Regions from separate parts of the Gossypium arboreum genome. Here region 1 is linked to region 2. The links are chromatin contacts, called in public Hi-C maps. All regions are on one chromosome and are shown on one strand. The core of a region is the stretch at or near the end of the contact, and the rest is flanking DNA. Distances in the headings are between cores, read along the strand shown.

Region 1 (5,244 bases), core at 1,847-4,346, 40 kb after region 2:
AAAATATTTAATTCTTTACGAGTTAAAATTTAAAAATAATACTCGATTTAATTTGAATCAAATATTAAATTTGGAAGTTAAAATCAAAATTACCATTAATTAAATTCAGACTCTACCTCTTCGTTTTCACCCCTCGATTCTCCCTCCGAATGAACCGTTGATAATGTAATTTCCTTTACAACTGGCATTCATTCAATTAAAAGAGTAGAAATGCATTAAATTGAAGTGTAATGTGAATCACCATAGTATCAATGATAGCTTTGATGCCTTGTTTTCATTTTAACTTTTTAAAACAATTATTAGTTCTCATAAAAATAAAAAAAATTCCCCAATAATTAAATTACCGATTAGATTCAGTAATTTTGAATAAGGTATTTCACGATTGAATTGGGATGAACCGATCCTACTAACTATTTTAATAAACTAGGCATGTTGTTATTTAAAATCAATTATAAAATATTAAATATTGTTATATCTCTAACATATCATTCATTGTTCAACTATGTGACGTCTACACTTAAAGGTAAAACTCATGAAGCTCGGACTCATGGCTTTATTAGAAGCATAGTCTTAGCTTTCCCTCACAATAACAGCATATCACATAAAGTGGATTTGCATAATCTCCAGAAGATATATAAAAAAGAGCTCTTGTTAGAACTTGCTAATTCAACTCCATCTCAAACCTGATGGCGCACTGTCTAGTCATCTAATATCGACTTCAAAAATGTCTTTAGATTGAAATCTGCTAGTCTAACCCCTACACCTATAAAGTGGAGTGCTTGATGACTAGGGCCTTAATAGTCACTCCCCCTTTATAAATATCTACTCTCTGCATCAAAGTAAGAGAAAAACCCATAGAGAAAAGAACTCATCTACTCACAATACAAACACTCTATAACCACTCCTAATCAGCTTAACCCTCCATCCTTAGTAGCTTTCCGCACCACTTATGGTGTGAACCATCATTATTGTACACCCTAAGTACTTGTATAACTTAATTGTTATAATAATTGGCGTTGTTTGTTGGAAACAAATAAAAAATTATGTCTTTACCCTTAGAGAGCTATTGCCATTAAGAATAAGAAAGCCAAAAAGCCATCCACTATCAATTCCATGTTGGTACTAGAACAAAGATCAAAATGACGTTGTGGAAGCCTATAACTTATCCTTTCCGCAATTACAATGATGGAGCCATAATCATACCCATCCATTCTTTCCACAATTTATTGGGAGACAATAAGTAACCAAGAAATGAAGTAAAAATATTTTTAGAGTTAAAGGCAAACTCTAAGATGTCAACACAACCCTACCTTAAGGGCGTAACCAAATCATCTCTCTGCCCCGATAAAGGGAAGATGAGGCTGTAATAAGGTGTCAAAGCTATTGACATATAAAACATTTAACGGGGTGTCATTTACACTGTATCTTTATTACACTCTTTTAAATACCTCGTAAAAGGATATTCTTAGCAAGGCTAAAGGAATGTTGAGAACTCTACCACTTATACAGTCCAACCTATAGAAGAGGAAGTCTACAGCTGAGCTCCTTATCACAATGATAAAGCGCCACACAACAAATGACTACCTTAACCTGAAGGATATCACCGAAGTAGTTGTAAGAAAAGAACAATTGGAAAGATTCATAGAACAAAGACTCCGTTCTTTAGAAGATGGAAGAGGGGGGCACCACAATAAAAGGAATCTTAAGAGTCTCCAAATATTGGTGCAAAAGTAGGGGATCTTAGGATGTTAACACACGATGGCCACATCCATTCACAAATAAAGCCAATAGGGCAAAAGGATGAATATGATCCCCCAAGGTTGACTGCTTGGCAAGACAAACAATCCAACCTTTCCATATGCGCCAAAATCATAGTTCAGCAACCATTGGACAAAGAAGGTAGCCTAGAATGAAGGTGGAATACCTTTCAAGATAGAAGGTGCACAAGCTTTATAGGAAGAAAATGACCCTAAATAGATCAATGTATATTCATTTTAATGACAAATGGAGACTATTTTGTTATGCCAAGTGAATTAACAACACAATGGTCACATGAAAAAGTTAAGGCACTCATATGAAGTTAACATGAGGATAAAGTTGATTTCATATTCACGGTCCCCTCCATAGATCTCCTTATTAGAACAAGAATGCCTAATAACACTTTAGGAAGTAGTTTGGTGAGAAAAGAAAAGGATCAAAAACAATGTCGACTTCTCAAATGCACAAAGGAGAAAGCCTTCCCTTTAAAGAGGTAATGAAGGGATACCTTGGTAATTTCCTTCATCTAAACATGATCACTCCCCAAACCTTATTGTTAGATATATGCACAGCATTTGTTACATCTTATCACTGCCAATTAGAAGGACACAAGGAAAACCACTTGAGTGGAAATAGAAGGGGGTCAAAGAAAAAGAGAAACTTGTCTTCTTAACTCTTCCATCCCATATGAAGCTTTGCAACGTAGCTATTGGACGCAACGTCTTATTTTTACAAGAGCTGTAAAGATAAGGAAATAAGTTTTAAAATTTTGGTGTGAGATCTAGGAAGTTTCAAACTATTAGCACACGTCCAGGACCTTCATCCTCAAGCTTTAGACCAATGAAGAGGAAAACAAAGAGATTCCTTAAGGGGCAACCCATATGAAGTGTGAGTGTAACGCCTGGTTTTCGAAATATCAATTTTAGGTCGAATTTATTAAACCTAGCTATTTTGGGAAGTCAAATCAAGAAGTTTTTAGGAGTGGCATGATAGTGAATTAAAGGCTCATTAGTTAGTGACCAAGTATTAATTAGAATAATTAGTTGGTTGATAATGAAAATTAAAGATTAAGGCCTATGAACTAAATTGTAAGGCTAGAAAAATTAAAGGGGTCAATGTGAGAGAAACTGAAATACATAATTTAAGATAAGAGAGATCTTTAATTCATAACAAATTCAAACCCCTTATAGCAAAATTCCCATTATAAAAATTCAAGTATCATCTTTTATAAATATCTAAAAAAAACATTATATATCCAAATACATTCCAACTCCCAATCAATACTAATTAAACTAGTAATGAAGGGCTTATTAAACACAAAATTCAAGAACTTAGTTAACCATTACCATACATACAAGTACAACTCAAAAACAACAAAGAACGTGCTACTTACACTTACGGGTAATGACTAAACTAGACAAGTTAAGAACAAGGAAAGGAAGAGTCTTGGATTCTTCGTTGCTCCGTGGGCGGCCCTAAATTATGAATATAACCTCAATCCAGCTTCAATTTACGATTTACGGCAACACCCGACCCCTAATATTAAACAAACATGATAAAATAAATAAAATAATTCAAGCTAAGGCAAAGGCAAAGGCAAAGGCAAAGGCAGTCACAGCGAAAAAGTAAAAAAAATTAGAAATGGAATACCAGCCTACTAACTAGTCTGCTACCAAGTTTTACTTTTTGCTTGTTCTTCTTCTTCTTCTTCTTCTTCTTATTTCTTTTGAGAGAGACAACAAAAAAGTAAACCAAAGTTGTGGAGCCAAACCCAAGTTCCCAGTTGTTTCATCTTCATCTTCTCGGATCTGACTGCGTTTCCTTGCTGTTCTACCTTTGATTCCTATATATATTTTTTTTCCGTTTTCCTTGTCTTTTTTTTTTTAATTTCAAAGAGGGAGACGCAAGTCCAAGTCTGATGGTTGGTATCTGGGAGAAAGGAGAATTCAGATCTGTGATTACCATGAAGTAAAAGGCTGAAAAGGTTGAAGGCGGTGGTTGCTTTCACTTCTTTTTAATTTTTTTATTTGCTTTTACGAGATGATGAAGCGTTAAGCTGGGATTTGGTTAAGGTATCTTATTTATTTACGCGCCTATATTTTCTATTTGCTTGTGTTGTATCATTCATCTGGCTCTTTTTAATTTAATTTTTTTTTTTACATTTCTCTAGTAGTTCCCAATCTTTGTCTGATCTGATAATCAGCCGTGAAATCCTCAAGCTGAGGTTTTTGTGAAAGGTATGTTTCAAATCTTCTTTATTTTCTTATGCGCATATATTTGCTATTTATTTGGATAACTGTTATCATTCATCTTGCTCTTTTTTAGATTTTAATTTGATTTCTACATGTGTCAGTCGTTGAATATGTTTTTATCCAAGTCCCAATCTTTGTCTGATCTGATAATCTGCCCTGAAAATTATGATCCGGAGTGTTTATTCTCAAGCCTTATCATCCCCTATAAGATTTGACTATTCATCTTTCTTATTTTGACTTTCTGGATGAGATGAACTACTTTCTCTTATGTTACTAGTTATAGATTCTCAAAAATAACTTGTTAAAATAGCCATTTCTTTTGTCCAGAGATCATTTGGTGTCTGGAAAACCAAGTTATTTTCAGACCCATGGAGGATGCAGGCGCGCAAGTAGCTCCTCCCCTTTATATTCATCAGGCCCTTGCCAGCCGCTTCTGTGATCCGCCTTCTTTACCCAGGAAACGTGACCTTTCTTATCAGGCCTCAGACTTTCTGTACCAAAACCCTTCACAGCAGCGTGTTGCCAACCCCAGGGACAACTGGAACCCAAAGCAATGGGAGTGGGATGCTGTGAGATTCATTGCCAAACCCTTAAACACCGAGATTCTTCAGACAGGGACTGCTACAGCAGAACAGAGAAAGACAGGTCATGTTAATGGGAATGAAAACTCTATAACATCCAAAAAGGCCACTGCAGCAAATGATGATGATGAGAGACTGCAACTGAATCTAGGTGGGGGATTGAATTCTGTGGAAGATCCTGTTTCTAGGCCTAACAAAAAGGTCTGTGGTGGATCGCCTGGGAGTACCAGCTTCCCCATGTGTCAGGTTGATAATTGTAAGGAAGATCTTTCTAATGCAAAGGACTATCACCGTCGGCATAAAGTGTGTGAGATTCATAGTAAAGCGACTAAAGCTCTTGTTGAGAAGCAGATGCAGAGGTTCTGCCAGCAGTGTAGCAGGTTGGTACTTTTATGTTCTCATTCTTAAAATTTTTACCCTTGGCATCTAGTTTTTTAGCTATTGGTTGAACCCACATCACCTTTATAATGCTTATGTGCAGGTTTCACCCTCTTTCTGAGTTTGATGAGGGGAAGAGAAGTTGTAGGCGTAGGCTTGCTGGGCATAATCGCCGTAGAAGGAAGACACAACCTGAAGATGTGACCTCACGGCTTTTACTCCCTGCAAACAGGGATAATGCCGGGAATGGAAGTTTAGATATTGTCAACTTGCTG
Region 2 (5,490 bases), core at 809-3,308:
TTACCCCTATTAACACGACTTGGACTTTGGCAGATACATAGATCCAACCAAAACACACCAGTATGGCACCTAGTGCCTCATCAGATAATTTGAAGCAATAAGTTGACACCCAATGTCTCATCAGTCATGTTGAAGTGAAGTGGTACCCAGTACCTCATCGAATTTATCCGAAGTATTAATTTGACACCCAGTGTCTCATCGACTCGAAGTCAAAGTATCCCTGAACTCTTCCAATCCTATGGCATGCCAACTATATCCGATTCAGCCCGATACAGTTAATAGAGTTTTCAATTTCAATTTCTCAATTCAATTTCAATCAAAATCCACACCAATCATAAATTCACATACATTCAATTCAATATCAAATAATCACATATACTGATGAATTTAATTCAACTCAATTCAATACCATAATATCAAGTACTCACCTCAGTTCACTTACCATACACATTAAATAATAATTACAACAATTAATTATTATATTCAGATTATAGAAATACAAACCTTAATTCTCAAGCTACTCTTCGTTAATCTTGTCTTTTCATTTTTTAGCTGAGGTCTCTGGCTCAACATTAGCTATGGAATTAAAAAAAGTAAAAATCATCAATACACATAATTTCATATTGAATATTTCAATTTATATCCAACTTTTACCTAAATTCCAATTTAATCCTTAATCAAATTTATCCTTATTTTCTTCACAATTTTATTCTTTATTTTCATTCAACTACCACTTAAAACTAAATTTAACTCTCCAATTTCACCATAAATCCCTAATTTTGAAATTCTCTCAATTCAATCCCAATTACTCAAAACTTATGATTTATTTTACAATTCAATCCTTTTCTCAATTCTAACTTGAAATTTTATCAATTTAACCCTTAATTCTTCAATTTATTCAACATGAACAACATTTAAAATTCACTAACTTCTAAAATTTCAACATAAATCAAGTAGTATTTTGTTCTAAGATTTTAAAAACTAAAAATTTCAAAAAAAAAAAAAGAGACTAAATTGATTTACCAAATGAAACTTGAATCTTAAAACCCTAATTTTCCCCCTTTCTTTTTCGTTCTCTCTTTTTCTTCTTTCTTTCCCCTGTTTCGTTCCTAATTTTATTTCTTTTTCTATCTTTTGTTTATTTTATATTTAATTAGTATAATATAATATAATATAATATAATATTATATTATATTATTTTATTTTATATATATACTTAAATATTAAGTATGTATTTAATGTAAATAAATATATGTATATTATACATACACATGGAATTATATTTTCCATACATTTACGAAACCATACAACTAAATTTGTAAATATTTTTAATAAATATTTACGAAACCGTTTCACGAAAATGGATACCCAAAAATGCACTTTTTCGATATTCATAAATTTTGGGTCGTTACAGAGACTATTCCATATTATCAGTTGAAAATTTTCAAAAGAATTATATAAAATCTCAAAAATAGAAAAAGAAATATTAAGTAGAGTTTTTAAAACTTCAAGTGATGATGTGAGTACCTTCATGCAATGCAAGTTTAAAAATCAAAGTAGAAAAGTAATCAAATTTCAAGACTAATGTGGACAAAAAAAAATAGGGACTAAATGTTATCTTATCCCTAAATAAAATACATATATATAATTTCTTTAGCCTTTTCATTCTTCTCATTTTTATCTATTTACCCAAATATAGTGGCAATGATTTAAATAATTCAATATCATCTATAACTTTTGAATAGTTTAGTGATTTTAATGAAATATTTTAAATAATTCAATGATTATTTTATAACTTTATGATATACAAGTGACAAAAACGTAAATTTATTAATAGTTTAATTACATTTAACATAGTTTACGGAAAAATATCTACCTTCCTTTCCCTTCCTTTATAAGGCGACAAAAAAGAATGGGCAAAGGTGATTAGATTGGGCAGTACTACTACTAGTATCTCAATCTCCACTTCTGTTTATAATTTAATAATAATATGCAGCTGGTTCTCAAAAAAAAAAGGTTAGATACATATTAGTTTGGATTAGGCCTTCAATCTTCATCGGACGGCGGATTGGGCCAGACCCGTTACCCTTTTAAGTCTTTACCCTTTACCTCAACTCTTCTTTTGTAAACTACCACTGACTTGTGGTCGAGATTTTACAACTTTAGTTTTTTTATATTGTGTTAAGTTAAAAATTAGGGAAGAGAAAATCCATAATTGGAATGCTATGCTCATTAGCGGTGATAATCATTTCTCTGTTAAAAGTTTATTATATTTAGAATAAATTATTTTCAATCCTAGTTAATTTAAGATCTGTTTATTTACATGTAAAAGGTTTTATAAAAATAATTTTACTTCTTTTTGTATTTATCAAACAATAAAAATATTTTATACAGATTTATCCAAACACCATAAAATATTAATTTTTCCATGAAAATAAGTCATTTTCCAAAATCATTTTTCAAAATAATTTTTAATGAAACAAACATACCCTTAATGTAAACTATAATCACCTCTTATGGTTTCAAGAATGTTTACTTATTTTATCAAGTTTAGAGAAAATTTTATAAAATCTCTCAAAAATTATTCGGTTAAATAAAAGATAATTATACACTTTTTATTATATATGTGTTTTCTATTTTATTTATTATTTTAGTTTTAATTAAGTGTTTTAAATTTATATATTGACCTTAAAGTTGAACTTATTAAATTTTTATGTAAAATTAATTAATTACTATTGTTTAGAAAGTTATAATAGAAAAGATTTAGATTGTAATAAAACAATTCATCTTAAAATTAATACATATAATTAAAATTTTAATAGTTGGCATGTATTTGCATAGAAAATTATTAAAAGGAAACAATAAGTAAAAGAGAAGACAAAAATCAAATATAATTATCATTTATAATAGGGGATAATAGCAAAAAAAGCCTTTGTACTTAACAAAATTTTCAATGTGTTATTAATACTTTTGAAATCTCCAATTTGGTACCCCAAGTTTAATTTCATTTATCAATAAGGCACCTATCACTAGCACCATTGAAATTTGTGTTGGCGTGGCACGTTGACCAATAAAAAAGTGCCACATGGCACATCATTGACTTTTGACCAAAAACAAAATACCTCTTACCAATTAGTCCAAATATTTTTTAAATTGCCAAAATTAAAATAAATACAAACCAATTTCCCTTTACTTAATAAAATAGAAAAGAAGAGAAGAAATATCACGCACCGACCACTATTATTGATGTTCAATCCTTGATAGATCCCGAAGTCAAATCTCTCAAGCCATCGCTCTTCAAATCTCAGACTAAAAGAAAGAAATTTTTTTCCAAGATTTCAAATCTCAAATCTTCCTCGTATTAAAGATTGAAAACATTGGCTTCTCTAGCCAAAGCAGAGGCTAATCTCAAAGCCTTGAAACCTAAATACCTATTAGCCAACATAAAAAATCTATCTTTCAACAATCTTGTAAAGCTTTACCAGTTGCTTCACCATTAGAGCGCCATCATTGTTGGTGTTATTACAGGTTTCTACGAAGTGAGCAACATGTTGACACGAATTTCATTTGCCATCGAACTATTGGAATTTTGGAGGTTGATAATTTTAAGGCGTCTTCAAATGATCAATCCTCTGAGTGCATGACTTCAACATGCACATGAAGGAGGAAAAAAACTTTCAACTTGATCTTTAATGGCTTTTTTGATGAGTTATTTAAATTGATATGAAGAAACACTTTTAAGTCATTCTTTAATAGCTTTGATTTCACCAACATTTTGAAGAGTTTGATGTTGATTTTTGTTAGAAGAAGTTTGGTTGCTTCCACTTAGATGTTTAATTTAAGTCATCGTGAAAACAATTTTATCATTTATTCTTTTTATGCTTGTAGTAAAACACTCTACTATCTTTGTTGAAGACATCACTTATTCTTCCAAGGTTGTAGCACCAGTTGTCATGATATTCATCAATCTGAAATTTGGATTTGGGGGACATGTTGGAATAGAGTTGTCATTTGGTTGATTATATTTCTCCTTGAATGATTATTGATGAGCTATATTTGATCCACGAGTAGAAACCTCTTCTAAGTCATGGGTAAAGACATTGGTACTTGACAATGAAGTCGAAAGGGCTGCAGGATTAGGTTTAATAGGCTTTGAGTTGGTTTGTTTATGATAATGATATTCTTTTGAGGCTATTGCAACTTTGAACTTTGACTTTTTGAGAGAAAAGATGAAAGGAAGAGATTGTCTCACGAGGTGTGCCAGAAATTTGTACACACAAATTTCGAATCAAATATTAACTTGGAAAATTTGGAGTGAAATTTCATTTATCAACTTTAAAAAGAAGCTGCAATCTTTACATTTCTTTACTACAAAGAAAACTCTTTCGATTATTCTCTTTGATAGAGCTTTGATTTAAGGGTCATCTATACTTGATCTTGTAAGGATGCAGTTTGCTTCAAGGGTTGTCAAGATTTGATCTTGAAGCTAGAATCGATGAGATGCTTGTTTAAGAATTTTGTTTGGTTTGGATCCAAGGGTCATCAAGACTTGATCTTGAATCAATGATGTCCGCTTCAAGGGCATTTTAAGCTTGATATTGAAAAATGATTTTAGCCTCATTTATGTCAATTAAACATGATCAAAAGGTTATTTTCTTTTGAAATGATTTTTGACTTCCACTCCTCAGTTGAATTGGATTAGAATGTGGCTTTTCTTTATAACTAATGCGACGCTTGTCAAAATTTCTGTAAGTTCTTTAGTTTTTTCAGAGGCTTATGGACTTTTGAACCTGTGAATGTATGTTGAATGACTTGAAGGTAACCCTATTTTATAGTGTTAGACAATCAAGTGAAAGAGAGTTCTCATAGAATTTAACTTTTTCACTTGTGTGTTCTACAAGAATTAAACTCATTTATTTATTATTTATCTCCAAATTAGAGATAAAATGATCCTTAAAGAACATGGTTTCTTTATAAAAGAGTTCTAAAACGATTTAATTTCATGATTAATTTAATTTAATTTGATTAGTGATAAACAATAATAATAGATGATGAATTTTGATTGGTCCAAAATTTGTCACTCTGCAACCCTCAATACGAATCTCAAATATTAAAGGTTTGCTTAAGTTAATGAACACAACCATTTGGGCAAACCTCATTGTTTGCCACAATTAGTTTAATAATCAATCTTAATCACTTTTTCCATAATATCACCAACTGCATTCAATAAACTTTAATTATACTTTGCTTTGGATAGTCCAAGTAGTTTTATCTATGCCATTACATTCCATGGATAAGATTGAGAGGTAGTAAAGGAAGAACATCAAGGTTGAATTCTGAGATACTGATTGTACACAACCCACAAAAACCTTTATATAATCTTCCTTTGACTAGAATTGTTGGGATCTAATGCCCTTAGTGTAGTATTTTCATCTATGTATAGTTGTCTTTTTTGAACAAATTGGTTTAATAAAATATCCATGAACTACA

The links. Hi-C and Micro-C count contacts between places; a contact is called where the count stands out from the background.
Region 1: a contact with region 2 is called in a Hi-C map of leaf, with 4 times the contacts expected there. The contact joins the promoter of LOC108483012 here to the enhancer-like site in region 2. A contact is called at or near these places in 3 of 5 Hi-C or Micro-C datasets (all in leaf).

Annotation. Positions count from the first base shown.
Region 1 is chr1:103,041,933-103,047,176 of ASM2569848v2, forward strand. It overlaps LOC108483012 (squamosa promoter-binding-like protein 14), which reads left to right and starts at 3,097. Exons shown (of 12, transcript XM_017786177.2): 1 at 3,097-3,830; 2 at 3,932-3,995; 3 at 4,338-4,971; 4 at 5,073-5,244. The coding sequence starts at 4,379.
Region 2 is chr1:103,002,918-103,008,407 of ASM2569848v2, forward strand. No RefSeq gene overlaps it. Among protein-coding and RNA genes, the nearest start is that of LOC108480641, 22 kb to the left of the region's middle. Within about 2 kb of position 2,059, at least 1 of the 2 cell types and tissues checked has an H3K27ac peak or open chromatin away from gene starts, as enhancers often do. A contact at or near this core is called in leaf, where this site is marked.